Linked DNA regions of Mus musculus: region 2 is linked to region 1. The links are chromatin contacts, called in public Hi-C maps. All regions are on one chromosome and are shown on one strand. Each heading gives the region's core, a stretch centred on a gene start, on an enhancer-like site or on the middle of the called end of the contact. The rest is flanking DNA. Distances are from core to core; before and after follow the strand shown.

Region 1 (5,972 bases), core at 1,819-4,318:
TCCTTTCCTGAGAACAACCTTCATAACTAAAAACCCGATGTGATAGCCACTCGTGCCAAGGGCCCCTGGGAGAGAGAGCTAGGAGAAAAGTTCCAGGCGACACTGTTCTAGGCAGAACAGGAGTGGAGATGAGCTCTTAAAGGCACACTGTGCCATCCTTTCTCCCTTAAAAACTTGTCATTTGTGGAGAATACTAGGGGATGCCCGCTGAGTGTCTGTCACTCAGGGACACAGCCCCACTATCTTCTAAATCTTGTCAGCCCCAAGGCATAGGTAGAGGGAGAGGGATAGGCATGGGGTTATGAGTAAGTTGTGTACAGTTGGGAACAGTTGAAGCTGCCTAGAAGGTATGTAGAGGCACACAGTACACATACTACTCCCCTATCCATGGTCTGACCCTCCCCACAAAGAAGTCTTACAACCCAGGGAACAGCATCAACAACACTACACACACAAAGTCTCGTCATCACCACTTGTCCTCTGTGGGACCTTGAAAGACACCTTGGTTCCTTGTTGAGCTAAGGCTTAAAACCCTGGAGATCTTGAAGGGATGGTAGGCGTTTTGCCTGTTGCCATGCACCAGGCCTGTCACTAGCCACAGCCCCCCATAGATTTGTGGTCATCAGGCACATAAGGGCAATGCTCCAAGCCCCTCTACAGGTAGAGGATGTAACCTGTGGTCATGTAGACTCAAGACAGGTCTCCATTTTAATGAGGTACCAAGAGGTCTGGAGGGCTTAGCTAATAAGCTTTGTGCCCACATTTCTCCCTGCCAAAGGTATTTAACATCAGGCCCACCCTGAGAAGGGAGGGGGGGACACAGTCTTACTCATCCACTTTCCACCATGACAATAAATGTCTCAAAATCATGGACTACCTCTTTTCATCAGGATCTACTGTGGGGAGCCATGGAGAAAGCTTTCACCTATAGACCCACCATCTAATCTTCCATAGAAGGCCTCTCTATGTTCCCAGCCACAACCAAGGCAAGCTCAAGCCTGCTGCTGCCATCAAGCCAAGAACTCCCACCATGGGACCACTCCTCCCTCTTTCCCCCTCCCCCAAGCCCTGGGCTAGATCCAGCCCACTCCACTCTCAGCTCTTCTGCAGCTCCCAACAGTGCCTAGGTGTCCAAGAGCCTGAGAACCAAACGGCCCCTGGCCTCATTGCAGGCCTGGGACCCCCAGACTGAGCTTCCCCACCCCCAAACCCTGGAGCAGTGTCCTGGGGCTTCCCAATGGCCTAGCACCCACCCAGTGACAGTGGTGGGTAAGGGTGGTCTAACTTCCTGCATCCTGCCTCCCCGAGCAGCTGAGCCCTGTGGCAGAGCAGACATGGGACACATAACCCTACACTCTTCCATCTCCTTCTCACTCTGGGGGACCATGTCTATATGGCCCCTTTGTGTAACACTGTACAGGCCATATCTGCTATCTCCCACTTAGCCTGGATCATACCAACAAAAATGAGATCCACAAATCTAAAGGTAGCAGCTTTGAGCTTCCCAGGATCTGAAAGACATACACTCAGTACTGGCCACTGCCTCCTTTCAAACATCTTTTCTGCGAGATTAAAATAATGGGCTGGGCGTGGTGGCGAACGCCTTTAATCCCAGCATTTGGGAGGCAGAGGCAGGTGGATTTCTAAATTCGAGGCCAGCCTGGTCTACAGAGTGAGTTCCAGGACAGCCAGGGCTACACAGAGAAACCCTGTCTCGAAAAAAACCAGAGAGAGAGAGAGAGAGAGAGAGAGAGAGAGAGAGAGAGATTAAAATAATGGGCAAAGAACGGATATTCATAGCAATGCAGTGCGAGTGTGGAGGACAGAGGAAACCTCAGTTGTCATTCCTTAGCCACTGTGCACCTTGGTGTTTGAGGCAGACTCTCTCACTGGCCTGTGAATGAAGATGCTTGGCCGTCAGATCCCAGCACTCTGCCTCACTCTGCCTCCGTGGGGCTGAGAATTTAGCACCACGAAGCCCTGCTTATTCCTACATGGATTCTGATGATCAAATTCAAGTCTTTCAGTTTGCGAGGCAATCACTTTACTGACTGAGTCATCTGCAGCCGCCACCCAGTGACTCCGGACAAGCGTGCACATTTGTGGCTAATCAAGACCCTTCCGGAGAAGATGGACAGAAATCAAGCATCGGGGTTCTGCCATGGATTGAGACGAGCTGAGAGGTGGTCTGTCCTCAGCCTGGAGACAGCAGATGGGGAGTCTGTGCATCACAGCCCAGGGCACCTCGGCTCACCTTGTATACATCATGGCTCTGTATCGTGTGGTCAAACAAGCTGTACAGGTCGTTGAGGAGCTTCACCACTTGCAGGGGGGAGCTGAGGGAACACAGCTTTGTGAACCCCACGATGTCAGAGAAGAAGATGGTGACAGACTCAAAGTGTTCCGGTTCTACAGACTTTCCGGCTATTAGCTGTTCTCCCACGAAGCTGAAATCAGAGAAAGGGTAGATGGGTCTTAACAAACTCATGCTTGTTTCCGCTTCCAAGGCTCTTGGCAGAGCCGACCCTCTGCAGCCCCTTCGGCTTTGGTGAGCTAGGTTTTTACTTATTAAATTTGCCATATAGAGGGACTTAATGACACGCATTTATTCACTTGGTGTTTTCTCTACAGAGATTTTTAAGTGGTGGCTGTAATCCGCAGGAAAGGGTGGAAATCGGGGACAGGTCACAGCCCATAGGTTGAGAACTACTGCTCTAGAAAGGTATGGGCCATTAATCTCAGCACTCAGGAGACAGAGGCAGGTGGATCTCTGTGAGTTCAAAGACAAACTTGTCAACACAGTCAGCTCCAGGGCAGCCATGGTTACATATTGAGACCCTATCTCAAAATAAAGAAAATAAATAAATATTCCCCTCTTCCACTCTTCTGGTGACATGCAAATGCACAAACATTTCAAAAGTAAATGCTTCCATCTGGAGGTCAGAGGATGCATAGGTGGAAAGAGAAACAACGTTGAAGCTTTTTTTTTTTTTTTTTTTAGTTGATGCCACAGGCACATTCTGAGCTAGACAAAGGAGACATGAAGCTAGCCTGCCATCTAGTGGCTATATCCTGTTACTGCATTCACCACTTTCCACATAAACCACACTTGAATTTTCTGTGGTTTGTTTGCCTGTGTTTTCATTAATAAGGTGAATCGACTTGCCAACTTTTGCACATACATACGTACATACACACATACATACATATACATACATACGTACGCATATGCATATATATGTATGTATATATATATATATATATATATATATATATATCCCTTCCTCAGTCCCTCCCTCCATCTCTCTCCCCCTCCCCCCCCCCTTCTCTCCCTGCTTGGCCCCCTTTTACAAAGCTTGATATCCTCTTAGAAAAAGAACAATGGAAATATGTTGCGTTAATTTTTTTTATATAAACCCATTGCACATTATCGCGGGTTACAATGTGCATTGCTATTGATATGCGGGTGAGGGCAGGCAAAGATAAGGCTAGAAGCCTCTGATTGGGCAGTGGGAAAAGAAGGCGGGCTGAGAGTTTTAGAGATGAGACAGAGAGGGACAGAAGAACAGAGAAGATCACAGGTAGCTATGAATGTCATAGGAAAGATGGATTAATATACAGGACAATTTGTCCAGTCTAGGTTGGCTCTCAGTTCATTGTGTGGGCATTTCGTGGGTTGAGAATTTACTGATATAAATCTGACTGATAAATTACAAGCCTCTAGAGTTTTACTGGGTTACAGGGATTTATGACAGCTAGCCACAGTGGTTGGATGACAGAAAACTGTGCAAACTGCGGGAATGAACCGCGGGAATGGAGCCGGAGAGTAGCAGGCGATAGCAAGGATTGCTTATTTTTTAATTATTACACACAACAGAAATATTTTTCCTGCTCAGAGACACTAAGACAGGGCAGCTTATCATCCTCGGGTTGTTTTTGGCCTGCCCAACACTGCTCCTAAATACCTTGGCAACATGGTAGACAGGAGTTTCTCCACCTTTCTTTTCTCTGCCACCAACTCGCGGGTCCGCTCCTCTACCACTTCCTCCAGGTGATTGGCGTACGTTTCCAGCTTCCCCATCATGCTATCCAGGATGCTCACGTGGCTTTAAAAGAACGCACGTGTTAGCGTGCTCTCCCAGGAACCATCGGACCACAGTGAACACACAACTCCTAAATACCTATCCCACAGAGACATTTCTTGCCTTAGTTAGGGTGTGCTACTGAGGACTGCCCGTGGCAGTAGCGAGTCCCCGGCCCTGAGCTGAAGCGGCGCCCTTGGTTCCTCTGGGCCTCAGTTTACTCCTCTGAAAAATGTACCTTGTGTGCGGTTTTCTTAGGATTTCTGGGCGCGAACGTGTATAAACTGCCTAGGGGTGAGTCTGGCGGCCAGCAGACATTCAACAGTGGACTTGGATGACTCGTCTTCACTTCCCAGCATGCTCCTTGCCATGGTCACAACGAAGCCAAAAGGTACAGACTGCAAACTGGGACATTTCTCAGACTGCCCAGCATGGATCTGCGGGACTGCATTCCAGAAATGCCCCCCATGAAGTTGCTTATGCTGCTCACCTTTTAGATGAGAAGACTAAGACTCAGGTAGGAAATACGTTTGTCTTAATGTTGGGATCATATTGTCTGAGTAAAAAGTCAAGGACATATCTACCAATCCAAGATACATTATGTTAGTTGGCAAAGTATACATATATTGAAACATTATATTTTTATACCATTAGTACCGATATTTCATGTACATTAAGATAATATAAAAATCAGCAATTAAAAAACTATTGTGACCTGGAGAAGAACACAGGCTTGTTATGTTAACCATGCCAAGTTAACAATTTTCTTTTAATTTCTTAAAAGATTTATTTATTTATTTATTTATTTTATGTTTATGAGTACACTGTAGCTCTCTTCGGACATACCAGAAGAGGGCATCAGATGCCATTAGATGGTTGTGAGCCACCGCTTGGTCCTGGGTATTGAATTCAGGACCTCTGGAAGAGCAGCCAGTGCTCTTTCCCACCGAGCCATCTCTCCAGCCCCACAATACCAAGATAAATGAACAAATTAGAAGTAAACACTTTCGAGCCAGGGTTCTTTCTGCCTCCTCAAGTTAAAGTTAAACATTTAATGTGTATTAAATATTATAGCCTCCAGTTCAGGAGTAGTGACGCGCACCTTTAATGCCAGCACTGGGGAGGTAAAAGCTGCCATGAGTCTAGGTCAAGCTTGGTCTACATAGGGAGGTCCTAGGGAGTTCCAAGCCAGACAGAGCTACGTAGTAAGAATGTGTCTCAAAAAAAAAAAAAAAAAAAGGAAAAAAGAAAAAAGATACTATCATGGGGGTGGAGAGATGGCTTGGTGGTTAACAGTGCTTTCTACTTGGTTGCCAGCATCCAAAAAGGCAGCTTACAACTGACTGTAAGTCCAGTTCCCGGGAATCTGACACCAACTTCTGGCATCTACTGACACACATACACATAAATAACTACTGTTTTAGATGGTACTATCAGCCTGATATGTAAGATGCTGGTACTGTAAAGGGGATTTGAGAGGTAGGTTCGATAACCAACTGCAAGGTTGGGGTTAGCCCAGTGGTAAGCCCTTGCCGAACACACACGAGGCCCTGGATTTGACCCTCACTCAGCTCTGTAGAAGAAAACAATTCAGTGATAATCTGGAGTTGGTACGTGACTTTTATCATATTGTCCAACACCAAATCAGTAGTTAGGATCCTTAGAATAAGAATTTGAAAAATATACTAAGGCAGTGTCAAAATGGCCTGGGGAAAAGCCTTGACTGATGAGAGATGTCTGAATGGGCCCATGGCATTGCTAATGTCTGTTCCTCGTTCACAAAATGGACAGAACACTTGAGCACTCCACCTGAGCCAGCGTGTAGAACTTTGCATATGGTGGACTTTAAGTGGAAATATGATGACGGGAGAGAAGAGAGAGGAGGGGGGA
Region 2 (5,972 bases), core at 2,006-4,505, 700 kb after region 1:
TTAATTGTGAGATCCTCCATAGCACACTCTGTCATTGGCACAGTGCAGTGAGGTGTTGTTGTTGTTGTTTTTCATGAGCTCTTCAAATACATTTGTTAAATATCACATTTTTTAAGAAGGGCATGTGACTTGGGTAGGGTGGTCATAGATCATCTGTGCTCCTGTATCTAGGTGATAACTTCCTTCCAAGGCTGCCTTTTCCCCTTTATGAGTCTAATTGGAAGGTGTTAGCCAAGCGGTTAACCACGCCATCTTTTATATTGTGCAGATTTGCATTTTACCAAGTCGCTTTGTATTGAGTGTGGGCCTGACACTGTGCAGGGTGCTGTGAGTGAGTGGTCTCATGTAATCTTCATAACCCTACAGGACGGACGTAGCACATGCCTGGATTTTATGGAGGCAGGAATGAAGGAGGCTGAGGAGATAGAGGGAAGAAGGAAGGGAGGTAGGGAGAGACACTCTCAGCCAGGTCAGTGAAGCAGAATACACCCCTGCCCTCCTCAAGTGGACAGGCTCTCACTCTCAAGTCTCTGTGAGAATCCAGCAGAAGAATCATTGTAAAGGCACCGGCCTAGCAGAGGTAGTATCAGCAAGAGCTTTACTCTGAGTGTGAGGACCATCCAACCCTTCCAGAAACCTGGTCCTCTGGTTGATGGGCTCTAGCTTGTTCTACCGTGTGTACTTTAGTCTGGTGGTTTTCAAGTGGTCTTATCCCAGGCTGGGTGCAAGAGTTTCAGAGGACTCGAAGGATGAGTAGCATATAATGCCCCACCCCAGCGGTGGGAAGAATATGCTGTGGGGAGAAAGGACCTAAGAGTCCATGGCTAGGTGTTGACGAGAAGTCCTTTGTTGTAAGGGGTCCAGGTATTGACAGGTAGTGTGGGGCAGCAGGTAGACCCCATATTTGACCATTCTGCATATTTGACCATGATATGCCTCCTCACTTGGGAACAGAGCAACCTGGATAGAGAGTTGGTCATGCAGTTTCTAGGGACCTACTTGTTAGTGTAGTCAAGGTCATGGCCTAATAGGACTTCCATCCCCCTCCTAAAGTCAGGTGGCATCTAAAGCTTTCATTTGTTGTCCCCTCTCTCCAATTCCTACTTTACCACACTGCTGGAGAGTGTTGTCTGGGTGGGGGAAAAAAAACCCAATTGGCTGAGAAGAGAAGGATACAGGAGTATCAGCAGCAGTCAGTGAGCTCAGGCTTGGTTAACGTTATCTTTAACAGGAGCGTCTAAGATGGAAGAGGGAGAGTTAGTAAGTCTCACACCTAGCTTACTGTTACCAAATGCTGCTGTTGTACTTCTGTGGCCAGAGACAAAGAAGGTTCCCCATAGTTCCCACTAGTTCTGCTTGGGATTGGTGACAGAACCACCATGTCCCCTGCCAACTCTTTGCTAATCATGACAGTGATGATGAACCAGCACAGTTACATACATAAACATGCCATGTGTTAGGTCTGTGCGAAGTCCCCCCACCCCCACGTGCTCTCTGAGAACAAGGGCTTGATTCAAGAGAAACACTCCCATCTTTGGCCTCCAGGTTCCCCTGTGCCTGTGTGGCTCTCAAGCCTTGGCTCGGCCATGGCCATGGGTGACAGAAGAAGTACTTCTATTACCCAGGTCCTGTCTCTACTGAGAAATGGCCTTGTGCCGGGGTCCCCTAACTCAGTGGAGATGGCAGCTAGCTTTCCTGCCCACCTCCAGCCATGTCTACCTCTGTGGTGGCCATCACACCTGCCCAATACTGATAGAAATGCCTAAAGCAGGTTCAATCCTGTGACTACTGGGTCACATCCATCCCCCCTCATGAGATGTATGATCTATCTTGAGAGCAACCTGCATTCTTTCATGTTGCCAGGGGCCTGTCTTTCCAATCAAGTTGGAAACTTCTGGAAGGCAGCCTCAGTCATTTTCCTTCCTTCCAGGCTGCTCCTACCCATCCCTGTCTTGTCTATTATCCCCACTTCAGCTTTCTTTCCTACCTCCAAAATGGGAGCTGATGCCTTTACTCCTTCTCAACCATTCTTGACAAAAGGCTTTCCTAGGACTCTTCCCTTGAAGGATCTTAGTGAACTTCCATGAACTGTGGCCACAGGCTTGGACACAACAGCCCTTGGCTTTTATGTACACAGCCTGGTTGCCATTGCTGGTTGGTGACTCCAAGAGACCATTCCTTATTTCAGACCTTCTGTAACTTACACCTTAACTGGTAGCTAGGTCTTCTAAGCAACTGGCTAGCCCCTTTTCTCTGGAAGAGTTATGGTTTTACAGGAAGCTGTAAACCAAGTGACTTGAGATGCTCTTTTGGGATCTTCTAAGACAACCACGTTTTTCTTCCCTGACATACCATGGAGAAGTAACACTACTTGGTGATGCCTTTCCCATCCTTAGCTGTGGTAGGAAGCTACTCTTCCTGTGTTTTATGCCTTTTCCCTCTATTAAAAAATACTGAAAAGGAAGCTGAAAGGAAGAGAACTAACTGCTCAGTGGTCCCTGAACTCGGGAGGCGCTGGTGGGCAGTGCTGGAACCTGCCTTCTTTTCTTTCTATGCAATTCCTTCTCCTTGATGTTAATGCAACGTGTGCCCTTCCTAGACGTAATAAAAGGAAATGAAGACACGTTCTGAAATGAAACTTGACTCTAATCCATTCATCATCTAATACCAGCCTCTTTATCTTCTCTGCTACCTAATCTGGTTAAATGTCCCTGTTGTAGGATTTTAGTGAAAATCCCCTATTGGGAATAGGGTTTTTTGCAATTGGATTACTCTCAGTAAATGGCCCAGTAGTTCGCTTGTTTCAGCTTAATTTTTTTTTCCTTTGTGATCTTACTGGGCTGAGTTATAGCCCAGCATGGGGGGGGGGGGGGGAGAGCACACAGGGGGGAGGGGAGAGAGACGGGGTTTGTGGAAGGCACTTAGGAATATTTGAGATGTTTTTATTTTCTTTGTTTTCTGCTTCGGCCTCACCGTCTGCCCTGCCCCAATACAACATACACATGTACTTCACCGGCCAGAACTGCCCATTTCTTGAATGTATCCTGCTTATTAGCTCAACTCATCATTGTCCGGTTAATTTATGAGTTCTCCCTGACGGTTGCCTGATGAATATGGAGGTGCTGGCTGGGCCAGAGCTTTCTGGTTAAGCTCAGTCTCCCATTCAAAGGTGGGGCTTTTCACCCAGGTTGAGTGAGTGGACACCTGCTTGCTGTGTCTCTGAGCCCGTGGAACCAGAGGGTGGCTAGGAAGGCTAGAGTGGGATTCTGATCATACTGTGTTCGAAGCCCTCTCTAAGAGGCCTAAGGGATTAAAGCCTCAACTTTCCACTCACCTGCTGATGGGAAAGTGAGATCTTGGGTTCTAATGGTGATGCAGAGGAACTCAGAGGTGGACCTGAAGTAGGCCAGTGTGGAGAGCCAACCGTCTCTTACTTTAAAATGGATTAGCGAGGTGGGGAGTTTGCAGAGTCGAGGGCATCTTATGGCATCAAGCTGGGAGGGTGTTACAGGGGACACTGGCCCTGGCTCTGAAGCTCTGGGCTACGGAGACCCAGCTCACCACGTCTCCCTTTGTTCTCCCTCCCTCACAGTCGAACAAAGTACCGGTGGTGCAACACCCCCACCATGTCCACCCACTCACGCCTCTCATCACGTACAGCAATGAACACTTCACCCCGGGAAATCCACCTCCGCACTTACCAGCTGACGTAGACCCCAAAACAGGTAAGTTGGGGAACTCCGAAGGCCTCAGTCAGGAGCCTGGGCCAGGCATGATGGGTGAAATGGGATCGATGGGGCTCGGGGTGGGAGATGTTCAGATTCACACCTGGGAGCTCTTAGTGGGGCTCGCCTGGTATATGTGCTGGGCTGTGTCCCCCTTCCCTTTGGAGAGATCCACTTACAGGGATAAGATTTATATCTGCACCTTTGGAGTTGGCTGCTTGGGAAAGCTGGCCTTGGTACCTTCCTAAGCAAACTAGGTAGCAATGAGATTACATCATGATTTTGAAGGAGTCCGGACATTTGAGAGTGACTTATATTCTTAAGTGTATTCTTAAGGGACCACATCACCCGGAGTCTGTATTCCTTGCAGATCACTAGACCACTGTGCATTTTCTTCTCCCATTCCAATATCTCGGATGTTTATTGTGAGCCCATTTTACAGATGTACAAACTGAAGCCTAGGAAGGTTTCCTCATTTCATCCAGCAGTGTCATAAGCAGAGGCTGCACACTGCATTCAGTCTCTACACCTGTCAGGAAAAGCAGGTCTAGCTTATAGCGCCCTCTACGTAAGGATCTAGTATGGCAGGCAGCCTCTCTGAGCACTCTGTGTGGATGCTGGATGCAGCCTGGCAGTTTGACTGACTGGAGGAGGCGGCCAAGCCTGCCTGAGGCTCCGCCAAGTAACAAGGCTTCACTTGCAGCAGGCAGCATCTCATTTGAATAATGGTAGGCCAGGGAATAGCTTTTAAATGGTTATCGTAAACCATATGATTAACGTCTGAGGAGTGTTTATTTTCCTCTGCGAACATTCTTTCAAGTGTGCAAATGGCTCAGTGTAGGGTCCAAGCCCAGCTAATCTCTTTGCTTTCTGTAATAGAGAGAAAGCAATGTCTGCGTCAAAATGTCACCCGGGGAGACTTAATTTACAGATTAAAAGTTTCCTGAATGAATTTCTTGAAAATTGAGATAGTTTCCATCTCCGTCCTGCCCCTTCGATCTTGGGTGAGTTCTGACGCACTGTGTCCATTTGGCCTCCCCCTCGGACTGAGCGGCTGGGCAGAGCCATTGCTCTCGAGCTAAATTGCTCTCCGGACTCCTCTTCCTAAGGATGAATGACTAGACATGTGTCCTGTGCAGATAGGAAGTGAGCCGTGGTGTGTACTTTCAGCTTATTCTTCTACAGGCCTCCGGGAGGCTTGCAGCCCCTCTGGCCCATGGAATACCCAGTGAGCAAGTGAGGCTAGTGCCCACATATGCCTCGGCCCTCCAGGGAATCGTGGTCCAGAGCTGAACCCACCAAGCCCCCAGCTTCTTCTATCAGTTCAGTTCTGACTACTGGGGGACAGACACCACCTGACACTCGGTTTCTGCAGATTCTCTTCATGGGAGAATTGGCCAGCTTGAGGAGTCGGGTTTTTTGTAAGGAAATCAGGTCACACCTCTGTGACTCATAGTGAGTTACAAGGCTGCCTGTAATCACAGCACTTAGGAGGCTAAGAAGGCAAGAGGGCTGTGAGTTCAAAGTCAGTGTGGGCTGTATAGTTAAGACTCCTGTCTCAAAACATTAAATTTAATTATTTAAGCCTTACAGATCCGAAATATAGCTCTGACACAGGCAAGCCATCCGAAATAAAGGGTAACTGACCCAGTTCCAAAGCAAAAGGAGTTAATGATTATCAGTTGCTCACCTGAAATATGCCAGTCTTTTTAGATTTTTTTTTTTTGACTTGAAGTAATCACTTTAGTCATATGAGGCAAAAATACCCAAGATGGCGACTCCTTGGTCTCAATCAGTCAATCACTCCAGCCCATCTAGAATGAGCTAACTCACTGTTCAAACGGATCTGTAGGAAAATAAGAAGACTGGGACAGTCCTACCCCCGCACCCCTCCTCCCCAAAAGCCAGGAATGGCCTCCAGCTGAGAAGAGACAGCCCCTTTCCTTATTCGCTCCTTGCTCCCCCTCCCTCCACAGTCCCTCTTCCTCCATACCAAAAAAATCGCTGCTTCTTCTCCTCACAGGAATCCCAAGGCCTCCGCACCCTCCAGATATCTCTCCATATTACCCGCTGTCGCCCGGCACCGTAGGACAAATCCCCCATCCGCTAGGATGGTTAGTACCACAGTAAGCAATTCCAGTTTTTAATTCCCTTTTTGTTTCTTGCATGAGCATGCTTATTAGTTTACGTGTACGTGTGTGTGTGTGTGTGTGTGTGTGTGTGTGTGTGATTGTGCGTGCATGTGTG

The links. A called contact is a pair of places that touch in the nucleus more often than the background predicts.
Region 2: a Hi-C map of the N1E-115 cell line shows a contact between it and region 1, with 4 times the contacts expected there. The contact joins two enhancer-like sites. A contact is called at or near these places in 1 of 484 Hi-C or Micro-C datasets (the N1E-115 cell line), 1 of 115 datasets of contacts at active chromatin or transcription factors (embryonic stem cells) and 1 of 9 other capture datasets (embryonic stem cells).

What each region holds. Positions count from the first base shown.
Region 1 is chr19:55,203,898-55,209,869 of GRCm38.p6, forward strand. Gucy2g (guanylate cyclase 2g) reads right to left here. Exons shown (of 21, transcript NM_001081076.3): 16 at 3,966-4,106; 17 at 2,255-2,447. Among named protein-coding and RNA genes, the nearest start is that of Mir6715, 14 kb to the left of the region's middle. Within about 2 kb of position 3,069, at least 8 of the 459 cell types and tissues checked have an H3K27ac peak or open chromatin away from gene starts, as enhancers often do. A contact at or near this core is called in the N1E-115 cell line, where this site is marked.
Region 2 is chr19:55,904,831-55,910,802 of GRCm38.p6, forward strand. It overlaps Tcf7l2 (transcription factor 7 like 2, T cell specific, HMG box), which reads left to right. Exons shown (of 15, transcript NM_001331146.1): 6 at 3,593-3,725; 7 at 5,749-5,851. Among named protein-coding and RNA genes, the nearest start is that of Gm52391, 30 kb to the right of the region's middle. Within about 2 kb of position 3,256, at least 9 of the 459 cell types and tissues checked have an H3K27ac peak or open chromatin away from gene starts, as enhancers often do. A contact at or near this core is called in the N1E-115 cell line, where this site is marked.